2 separate regions of the Mus musculus genome follow, and region 1 is linked to region 2. The links are chromatin contacts, called in public promoter capture Hi-C maps. All regions are on one chromosome and are shown on one strand. Each heading gives the region's core, a stretch centred on a gene start, on an enhancer-like site or on the middle of the called end of the contact. The rest is flanking DNA. Distances are from core to core; before and after follow the strand shown.

Evidence for each region. Capture Hi-C pulls out chosen DNA fragments and counts their contacts.
Region 1: a contact with region 2 is called in a promoter capture Hi-C map of adipose tissue. The contact joins two enhancer-like sites. A contact is called at or near these places in 16 of 115 datasets of contacts at active chromatin or transcription factors (bone marrow-derived macrophages, craniofacial prominence, embryonic basal ganglia and 10 more) and 3 of 9 other capture datasets (adipose tissue, liver and pancreatic islet).

The regions. Positions count from the first base shown.
Region 1 is chr11:88,185,934-88,191,083 of GRCm38.p6, forward strand. It overlaps Cuedc1 (CUE domain containing 1), which reads left to right. Exons shown (of 11, transcript NM_198013.3): 7 at 1,128-1,199; 8 at 2,061-2,154; 9 at 2,850-2,908; 10 at 4,122-4,192. The coding sequence ends at 4,189. Among named protein-coding and RNA genes, the nearest start is that of Mrps23, 16 kb to the right of the region's middle. Within about 2 kb of position 1,863, at least 283 of the 459 cell types and tissues checked have an H3K27ac peak or open chromatin away from gene starts, as enhancers often do. A contact at or near this core is called in adipose tissue, embryonic basal ganglia and forebrain, where this site is marked.
Region 2 is chr11:88,025,563-88,030,276 of GRCm38.p6, forward strand. No RefSeq gene overlaps it. Among named protein-coding and RNA genes, the nearest start is that of Srsf1, 19 kb to the right of the region's middle. Within about 2 kb of position 2,304, at least 60 of the 459 cell types and tissues checked have an H3K27ac peak or open chromatin away from gene starts, as enhancers often do. A contact at or near this core is called in adipose tissue, embryonic basal ganglia and forebrain, where this site is marked.

The DNA of each region.
Region 1 (5,150 bases), core at 613-3,112, 160 kb after region 2:
CTCCTATGACCGCCTCTCCAACTCATTTCAGACTACATGTGACTTCCCTTCAGTGCCAGCAGCACTGGGGCTGACAGGCCAGAGTGAGGACTGTATTAGTAAGATGTATAGACTATAGCAGAGCTTAGATTGGGAGTGTGAACAGAGACTCTGTATTCATCCTTGGCTCCTGGACTCTGAATCTTGGGTCAGTTCCTGCTATCACCCCATATCCATATTTAAAAGGGATCAGCCGTGTGTTTTTCAGGAGCAGACCCTCCGTCCCACAGCTGAGCTGGGAAGGCAAGAACAGAAGGGTAAGGTGCCCCCGCTAATCCCAGCTCAGAGAAAGAAAATCCCATAGAACTGATTCCTAAGCAAGCAGCCAGGAGCTTAGGCCTCACCAGATGTTCAGCTGGGAGTTTTCTTGTCCTTGATTCCAAATTAACAAGGGACACTGGAGCTGCTGAACTGGATCAGAGTGACTGAAAGGGAAGTTAGCAGACAAGGTGACTCGGGATGAGCCAAGTTACAGGACGGTGAGCTGCAGCCCAAGGATCCTGAGAGACCCACGCAGGTGGCTCACTGCGTTCTGACTCTTGGCTGAGCCCTGCTCTTGTTCCCGTTCAGCATCTGGGAGGCGTTCTTGGCTCTCTGTCCTTTCTGCTTCAATTCACGAGAGTTAGGATGCACAGAGGGTCATGATGTGCTGGCAAATGGTTAACCTTCTGCTCTGGGTGCAGGAGAAGGCTGATATGCAGGCTGGGGGGATTTCCGAGACATAGATCTCCCTACCAGCTCACTTCAAACCACCATCATGGCTTTGAGGACATGGGACTGCTAGAGAGGCTGGAACCCAAGGCCAGCCAGTTTCCCATACGTGCAGCAGATCTTAAGGCTGCCCTTGTTTGCTCCGAAGAGGAAAATGTACCTTGCAAGAAAGAAGTACTCTTGCAACTTGCCTTAAACTCCTATAGCAGGGAAGAAGCCGGGACTTGTTCTGTAATAAGAGAACAGACAGAAACAGGGATGGAGGGTATCCTCTGACCTCCTTCCCTAGAGCCTTGGCCAGGTGCTCACTCTATCTCTTAGTGGGACCTCGGAGACCCAATGGGCCTGGTCCCTCAGCAGGTGTCTCCTCCTTCCAGGAACCAGTGAAACCAACCCCACTGTGTCAGAAGATGCCTTATTCAGGGACAAGTTGAAACACATGGGAAAATGTGAGTCTTGCCCCTTTTCCCCTCCTTGTCCCAGCTCTCTTGAGGCAGGCCCTGTGGCCTCATGAGAGGGAGAGAGCCCCCCCTTCCCCCCCCCGGAAGATTTTTAATGCTATTGACTCTTGCTGAACTCCGGGTGACATTTTAATCACAGGCTAGCTCCCTCAGCCTTCCTGCCTTACTTTATTCTGCAGCTGAGTCTGGAGACAAATTAAGTTTAAATCCTCTTGAGCCAGCTGTCTGTTGGAAAATAATGTGTGTCGGTGTTCACATTCTCTGTGGCGTGAGGACTTGGCCGAGACTGGAGTCACTGGCTGAGTCTGCTTTCTGTGGGAATGGCAGACATTTTGGGATAGGGGAACCTCGCCCCACTGCCCGCTTTTTTTTGTCATCCTCCCGTCTCCAGTCTCATAGACCCATAACCAGCGGGGATGAGGCTGGAGCCTTTCAAGGTTTTATTTCAGGGAAAATTTCCGATGACTCATGGAAATCCTAGGACCAACTGTGGAGGTGGCTGGGGAGGGGCGGGAAGGCCGTGGCAGCCAGCAGCGGGAAAGAAAGCCAGGAGCCGTGGTTGTGTGGTTGTCCGCCTCTAGGGAAGGAATACCCGGATCTTGGTCTGGAGGCAGGCTGCTGTGTACTTGACGAGTGCTGGCCTGTGCTGCCCCCGGAGGCCGACCTGGGATGGCGCACTTGCTCCCTAGGTGGCACTGGTGTCTGCTGTTCCTGTCACTTTCCTCTTCCCAGTCCCCACCCAAGGGGCCTGGTGTGGCGCTCTGCCTGGCTGCCCCCAAACCTGGAGGGAAGCCATCTGATGCTCTGGCTCTCTGGAGCATTAAGGGCTCACGAGTCTTTCTGCCCCAGCTACGCGCAGGAAGCTGTTTGAACTCGCCCGAGCCTTCTCCGAGAAGACCAAAATGAGGAAGTCAAAGAAGAAACATTTACCGAAGCTTCAGTCGTATCCTTCTGCTTGGCCCTGGGGTGGGGTGGGGAGCACTGACAACAGTGATGGAGATCCCGGCTGAACCTTCCTCGGGAGTGGGATGCGGCTCTGCGGCCGCCCCTCCTTGATTTGTGAACCAGGAAACCCCGTCATCAGCTCCTGTGTTCCTTTCCCCGGGGACACCGTCCTTCCAGTGCCTTCTTTACTTTTGGCCTTAAGTCATCTGCATTTTGGGAGAAAGACATCGTCTTCCTATTGAAATCACCGAGTCTTCCCCTAATTTTACTAGAACTGGTTCATAGGTCCCTGCAGCTGTGTCTCCAGAGGCCTGCTTTTTTTTTTTTTTTTTTTTCCTCCACTTTTGGCTTTTTGAATGAAAAAAAGTTTCCCTGTCTTCACACCAAAGTTCTCATCCGTGCTTATCCACAGGGCCCTGGATATTGAAAACTGAGTAGTTGAAGGAGAACGGGGGAAATGTCACTCTCCCTGTCCCTAGTGATGGGGGCAGAGTAAAGGGGTCGGGCCTGGCTAGCTGGTCCATTGATCCCAGGAGAGGGTCCTGGAAGGGACACCATTAGGCAGTTTGGGAACGGGAGGGATAGTAGAAGCCTCTGAGGTTGGTGGGTTATCAGGACAGAGCACAGGCAGATTGAACAAGCTGTCGCAGTACCCATCCGTCTCTAGAATAGTTTTCCTGAACAGTCCGGCAGGCTGGGGGCTGCTGCATCCACAGCCAACCTCCTGGATGACGTGGAGGGCCATGCTTACGGTGAGGCAGGTCAGGGGACGTTGAAGTCTAAGTTGCTTGGGATGGGTGACCCTTCAAGAGGAGGTCCTGAGGGTCTAATATTCAGCAAGGGAGCACTCAGTCTGGGGGACATGTCAGGGGTTGGCAGACAGGTGGCCCACAGAAATGTGGTCCCTTGTCATGAGGTGCACACACTGACACCTGCTTCCCATCATCCCTGAAGAGGAACCCAGGGTGCCAGGCACTATTCCCAGAGAATGGTCCCTAGGGAATGAGGGATAGACTGGCAGACCTCATACACAGACAACCATAAATTAGAAAGGCTCAGTCTAGCATGCAGCAGTGGTACACACCTTTAATCCCAGCACTTGGGAGGCAAAGGCAGGCAGATCTCTGTGATTTCAAGGCCAGCCTGGTCTACAGAACGAGTTCCAGGACAGCCAGGGCTACATAGAAAAACCTTGTCTTGTAAAACCAGAAGAAGGGGACTGGAGAGATGGCTCAGCAGTTAAGAGCACTGGCTGTTTTTCCCTAGGGCTTGTGTTCAATTCTCAGCAACTACATGATGGCTCACAACCATCTGTAATGAGGTCTGATTCCCTCTTCTGGCATTTGGGCACACATGTGGACAGAACACTCATATCCATTAAATAAATAACTAAATAAAGATAAATACTATATCTTTTTTATATTAAAAAAAGGAAAACCAGAAGAAAAAGTAAAAAAAGGAAAGAAAGAAAGAAAGAAAGAAAGAAAGAAAGAAAGAAAGAAAGAAAGAAAGAAAGAAAGAGAGAGAGAGAGGGAAATGAAAGAAAAAGAAAGAACTTTTTACCCAGCCCCTTCTAAAGGTCATAAGGGGTCAAAAGACCTCTCTAGGCCAATCATGGATGAACCCTCAGCATTAGGCTCTTAAAGGGTCAGGAGACACCAGATACAAAGACCAGAGGGCCCTGAGGTCTTCTGGATAGTCTATCACTCCTATCCTGCTTGATAGATTAGAAAAACCAGGGCCCAGACAAGGGTGAGACTTGGCCAAGGCCACAGTGCTCAGTGGTAGAGTCAGGCCAGCGCCCAGGTTGCCTCTGCCTCTTTTACTGTACCCGCATACTGCTGCTTGCGGTGTCAAGATCCAAGCAAAGGGTCAGAGGTCAAGCAGCTCCCCTGCCCAGCCTGAGGATGGGCCCACATGAGGTTCTGCAGAGTGGAAGATGAGGCCTTTCCCTTTGCCTTTCAGAGGAAGACTTCCGGGGTAGGCGGCAGGAGGTGCCTAAGGTGGAAGAGGCCCTAAGAGAAGGACAGTAAGAGGTAAGGCTTGGGACCACAGTTTCCAGGGGCAGCTAGGGCAAAGGCCTATTACCCATCATGGGTACTTCAAGGATCCAGAGGTGCTGGGCTGGAACATCAAGTATCAGTGGCCTTTTCTTGTTTTCTTGTGGCAGGGCACATGGTTTCCCCCTGTAAACCAGCATCTCTCTATCTCTATCTCTATCTCTATCTCTATCTCTATCTCTATCTCTATCTCTATCTCTATCTCTATCTCTATCTCTATCTCTATCTCTCTCTCTCTCTCTCTCTCTCTCTCTCTATCTCTATCTCTATCTCTATCTCTATATCATCTAACCCTACTACCTTTGCACTGGTTATATAAATGAGGCTGGCTTTGAACTTCAGACCCTCCTGTCTCCACTTCCCAAGCACTGGGATTACAGACTTGCTGTCTCACTCCTGGCTTTTGTACTTTTAAGAGTTTGGTTATTTATTCATTTATTTATCTGACAAACAATAATCACGCCTGCCTTCGACAGATGCCCTGACCAGAAAACCAAACCGGCTTTTGACCTTGAATAGTTTGCAGCCCCACTGACAAGACATTTCCAGGACACACAGTGACTATTAAGAGGATAACGTAAGAAACACTGTGGTTGTCGTTCAGAACTGTGTCCAGTGTTCTGCTGACGCTGGATGGTCAGGGACCTGCTAAAGGTCGGGAGATGGTCCCCTGGAATGGCTGCTTCTGTCTGGAGCCTCAGGGTTGGGCTGTCTCTCCTCCAGGCTCCTCTCTAAACTCATGGGGGGGGGGGTGTACCAGGGAATGCCAGTATCTCCTGCAGGACTAGGCATGCGTGCGCCTCTCCAGGTGCCTCTGGAGCCTCAGGGTTGGGCTGTCTCTCCTCCAGGCTCCTCTCTAAACTCATGGGGGGGGGGTGTACCAGGGAATGCCAGTATCTCCTGCAGGACTAGGCATGCGTGCGCCTCTCCAGGT
Region 2 (4,714 bases), core at 1,054-3,553:
AGAGCCAATTCTCCTGCCTCTTTGTTTTTTTAATTTGGAATCAAATTTCTCTGCAGAGACTGAAGCACTTTAAATTTTGGGGGAGAAAAAAAAATCCTCCTCCTAAATCTTTGACAAATCCACAAAAATTTCTTTAGTATGCAGTTAGATGTTACTGGCGACTTCGGACTTTTGTTCTGTGTATTTACTGACTGTATCTAGGTCTTCATGGGGTTTTTGTGGGTTTTGTTACTGTTTCCCGATGGTGTTTCCCTGTGTAACCCTGGGATGTCCTGGAACCTGCTTTGTAGACCAGACTGGCTTCAAATTCACAGAGATTTGCCTGCTTCTCTTCCCAACTCCCAAGCCCCCAGTGCTGGGATTAAAGGCATGTGCCACAACTGATGGTTTTGTAAGACTCCTAGGAACCTTAGCTTACTGGGGACCTCCCCTCCCCGTGAGTGAACTGCGTGGAGCTGGGATCCATGCAAAACCCAAGAGGAATTTATTGTTCCAGTGCATTGGGGTTGTGCCAGACCCAGAGGAGAGGTGGCGACCCCCCAGCACCCGTTCAGCAAGTTTTTATATGGTTTCCAGGGGCAGAATAGAGAGAGCATCAGCAACTAGGCACAATATGATTGGCAGAACAGTGCACCCTTTAAACTGATTGGTCTTTAGGGAAAGAGGTGACAAGGCCTTCTCTTGTCTGAAGGTGGGCAACAGTCGTCATGTAGAATGTGACCCCACCCACAAGTAGTCCCAGGCCTGTGGTCAGACCAATGTTAATTAGGTTCTCCCTAATTAACATTAGGGTTAAGTGTTCTATGACCTTCCCAAAGTTCCTAAGCTGACCTTTTCAGTTTAGGTCTTTGGGGGTTTTTTTGTTTTTGTTTTTTGAGACAGAGTTTCTCTGGCTGTTCTGGAACTCATTTTGTAGACCAGGCTGGTTTCGAACTCAGAAATTTGCCTGCCTCTGCCTCCCGAGTGCTGGGATTAAAGGTGTGGGCCACCACGCCCGGTTTAGGTCTTTGTTTTTAAAAATCTGTGTGTAGGTCAAGTGTGGTGACACATTTTTAATCCCATTTCTTGGGAGGCAGAAGGAGGGGAAGCAGATCTTTGTGAGTTTGAGGCCAGTCTGGTAGCCTGGTCTTCATAGTGAGTTCCAGGACAGCTAGACATACATAGTCTCTGTCTCAAAAAAAAAAAAAAAAAAAAAAAAGCCGGGCGTGGTGGCGCACGCCTTTGATCCCAGCACTCGGGAGGCAGAGGCAGGTGGATTTCTGAGTTCGAGGCCAGCCTGGTCTACAAAGTGAGTTTCAGGACAGCCAGAGCTACATAGAGAAACCCTGTCTAATCCCTCTTGGCTTGGGGATGTAGCTTAGTGGGTAGATGGTAGAGCACTTGCCAAGCTAGTATGAAACCCCAGGTTCAATCTCTAGCAGCACAAAATTCTACATGGTGATTTAAGTCCTATATCCAACAGGAGAAACAGTTCAAGGTCACCCTCTGCTATATAGGCACTGCAAAGGTGGTAAGTAAGGCCTCAGATTGCATTCTCACTTAGGTAGGTATGATGGTGTGCTGCTGTTAACTAAAGCAGGGAGATCACAAGCCAGCCTGGGGCACCCAGGAAGACCCTGTCCCAATGAAAGAGCAAAATATCCCCTTTCAGTCTCTGTCTTGTGTTGTCATCTTCCCAGTAAACAACACACAGACACACACAGACATACACACAAACCCAGACACACCCTGCCATTCTTTTCCCTATCCACCCACTCAACCCAAACCTTTGATAATTTGTCTGGTCTTAAACCTGCACATCTTCACTTCCTGGAAATGCCCTCAGTCCAGGGCAGCCTGGGACTGGATGTCCTCTCGTGATGCCCCAGTCCCCCTTCATCCTTTCCACAGTATGCGTCACTGTTGTGCTGCTCTGGGTTGGCATTGTGCCTCAGAGAATCCTCAAAGGATGAGACCCAACCATCCCTCACTCCAAGCCGGTGCCCCAGGGGAATGATGTCTTGATGAATTACAACAGCCTTAATGTGCCTTGGGCAACAGCAGATGCTGTGGACTGCTTCCGAAATACCTCCCACAATCTGAGTTTGGACATGAGCTCTCCCAGTGTTGGTGCTGTCTTGGGAAGTTGTCTTGGGGTGTTGCTGTCTTGGGAAGTTGCCAGTGCTCAGTATGAAGGACCATGAAGGGGACGCCCGCTCTGGCTTCTTGCCTAAGCTCTCCGCTTTCCTGATTAGCCTATAGGTTAGAGGCTCCCATGGATCTCTCTCCCTTAAGTTGCTTCAGTCAAGCACTTTGAATAACAAAAGAAATGACTGAAAAAGAAGCTGCAGCACCAGACCCAAGAATGCCTCCCTGCTGACAGCCAGGCCTGAGGGTTCTCGGCCCAGCAACAGCGATGTGCATTTCTCTCAAAGCCAAGAAAGAAGATCTGGGATCTCAGGTTGTCTTTCCCCCTACATTCATCCCTTCCAGAGTCCTCAAAATAAACACGAGAGAACTGTTCCAAGGACTATAACGGCTTCATGCATATATTTATTGACTCAGGATTAAGTACCCCCAGATTTGGGAAGGGTTCCCCTCCCTGGCATATACTACAGAGACCACCACTGCCACAGTGAGTACTTTTGTGCCTGAATAAATGTTCACAAATGTCCAAAGAAAGGCATCCGAGAAAAGCAGCCAAGGACTCGGGAGGTCGACAACTCTTCTGACCCCGTGCTCGGCTCCTTCAGGCCGGGCCTTTTTATTCTAATCAAGAGACTGCGGGGACGACGATTAGCTCATTGAAGGCAAGAACAAAGTCCTGGCTCCCATTCCCGCTGCAGCCCAGAACTGGGCACAGTGGGAACTAAGGAAGTCCTGTATAGACTGCATTGGGTGCACCAGGCACCCCTCGAGAGGGAGGAGGAGGGAGGGGAGGATGGAGCATCGACTGCAGCAGTCTCTGGGCTACTGGAAGTTCTAATAAAAAGCCTGCCAGATCTTTAAGGAGCGCTCCAGCGCCAGCAGGCTCTGATTGCTCATTGTGTTTAGTTATAATTAGCAGCCCATTCTGCGATGGCAGAGCAGGCAGTGAGCAGGAGCAGGGAAAGGCTGCCGCCCTCACAGCCACCAGGCCCCATCCCTGGGCTGCAAAACCCAGGCTCCTCCACTTCTAGCCTTGCCTACCCCGCATCCTCAAGGCTGGCTAACTTTGACCACTGATTCTGAGCCAACCCCAAACCCCATTCATATGCCCAAGGGGAGCTGTCTGCTGATTAAGGAAGAGCTTGGGACACTGGGAAGTAGGGCACACCTTTAATCCCAGCACTGGGAACACAGAGGCAGGAGGATCTCTGAGTTCAAGGTCAACCTGGTCAACAGAGTTAGTTCCATACAGTACACAGAGGAATCCTGTCTCAAATAGGAGGTGGGGGAAGAAGAAGAAAGGGAGGAAGAGGAAGAAGAAAGGGAGGAAGAGGAAGAAGAAGAAAGGAAGAGGAAGGGCTTGGGCTGAAAATGAACAACCCAGGTCATCAGTCTTGATGGCAAGTACCTTTATTTATTGAGCCATCTAGTGGGCCCCATGCCTTCCTTCTATCTCAGTTTCTATGTGACTGTGTGTGACTTGTCCCAGCAGAATGGTCTTAACTATTTTAAACTGTGACCTTTGAAATAAAGCTTATGTTACATAGTGATAGAGAACTCACATATGTATACGCCAATAGGAAACAAGTTTCATGAAATACTTATTCAGACCCTGCCTGGCATGGCAGTGGCACACACTTTGATCCCAGCATGTGGGAGGCAGAAATAGGAGGATCTCTGTGAGTTAGAGGCCAGCCTGGTCTACACATTGAGTTCCAAGATAGCAAGGGCTCAGAGCTCTGTAGAGAGAATCAATCTCTCCCTCTCTCTCTCTTTCTCTTTCAAGAAGAAGAAGGAAAATCCTTATCCAAATCAAGTGTACTGCATATTCCAGCTTGTGTGTACAGTACATAATAATCTATATGTGGTATATTATTACCCTGAGTTTTACTTCATAGAGAATAGCCTTGAAGTTCTGCCCAAAGTTCAGTACATACATCTGAATTTATGACCCAGCATTGGGTTGAGACCAGTGGACAAGAAGAGGCCAGTTATCTCTTACATTATAAATTAAAACTGTTCAAGCCCAGCAGTGGTGGCCTACACCTTTAATCCCAGCACTTGGGAGGCAGAGGTTGGTAGGATTCTTAACTTTGCCAGCCTTGATCTACAGAACAAGTTCCAGGACAGCCAGGAATACACAGAGAAATGCTGTCTTAAAAAAACAAACAAAAAAAAAAACCAAAAACACCCCCCCCCACACACACAAAAAAAAAAAAAGCTGGGTGTGGTGGCGTACTCCTTTAATCCCAGCACCCGGGACGCAGAGGCAGGTAGAGTTCAAGGCCAGCCTGGTCTACAGAGTGAGTTCCAGGACAGCCAGGGCTACACAGAGAAACCCTGTCTTGGAAAACAAAACAAAACTTAACAGACTGTTCTCTTCGGGAGGTACTTTGACTGCTACAGAGAGAAAGAATTCTAAAGAGCTGGAAGCTCTCTCTAAAGCCACTAAGACTTAATGGTAGAGGTGGGGTCTGAGCCTATCCGTGACCAGGATAAATTTTTGTACACTTTGGGGAGCTTCAGAATCAAGCTGTTCCCAGAAAAATCACAGAAGGTACCCGTCCTTCGTCTCTTCAACCTGCAA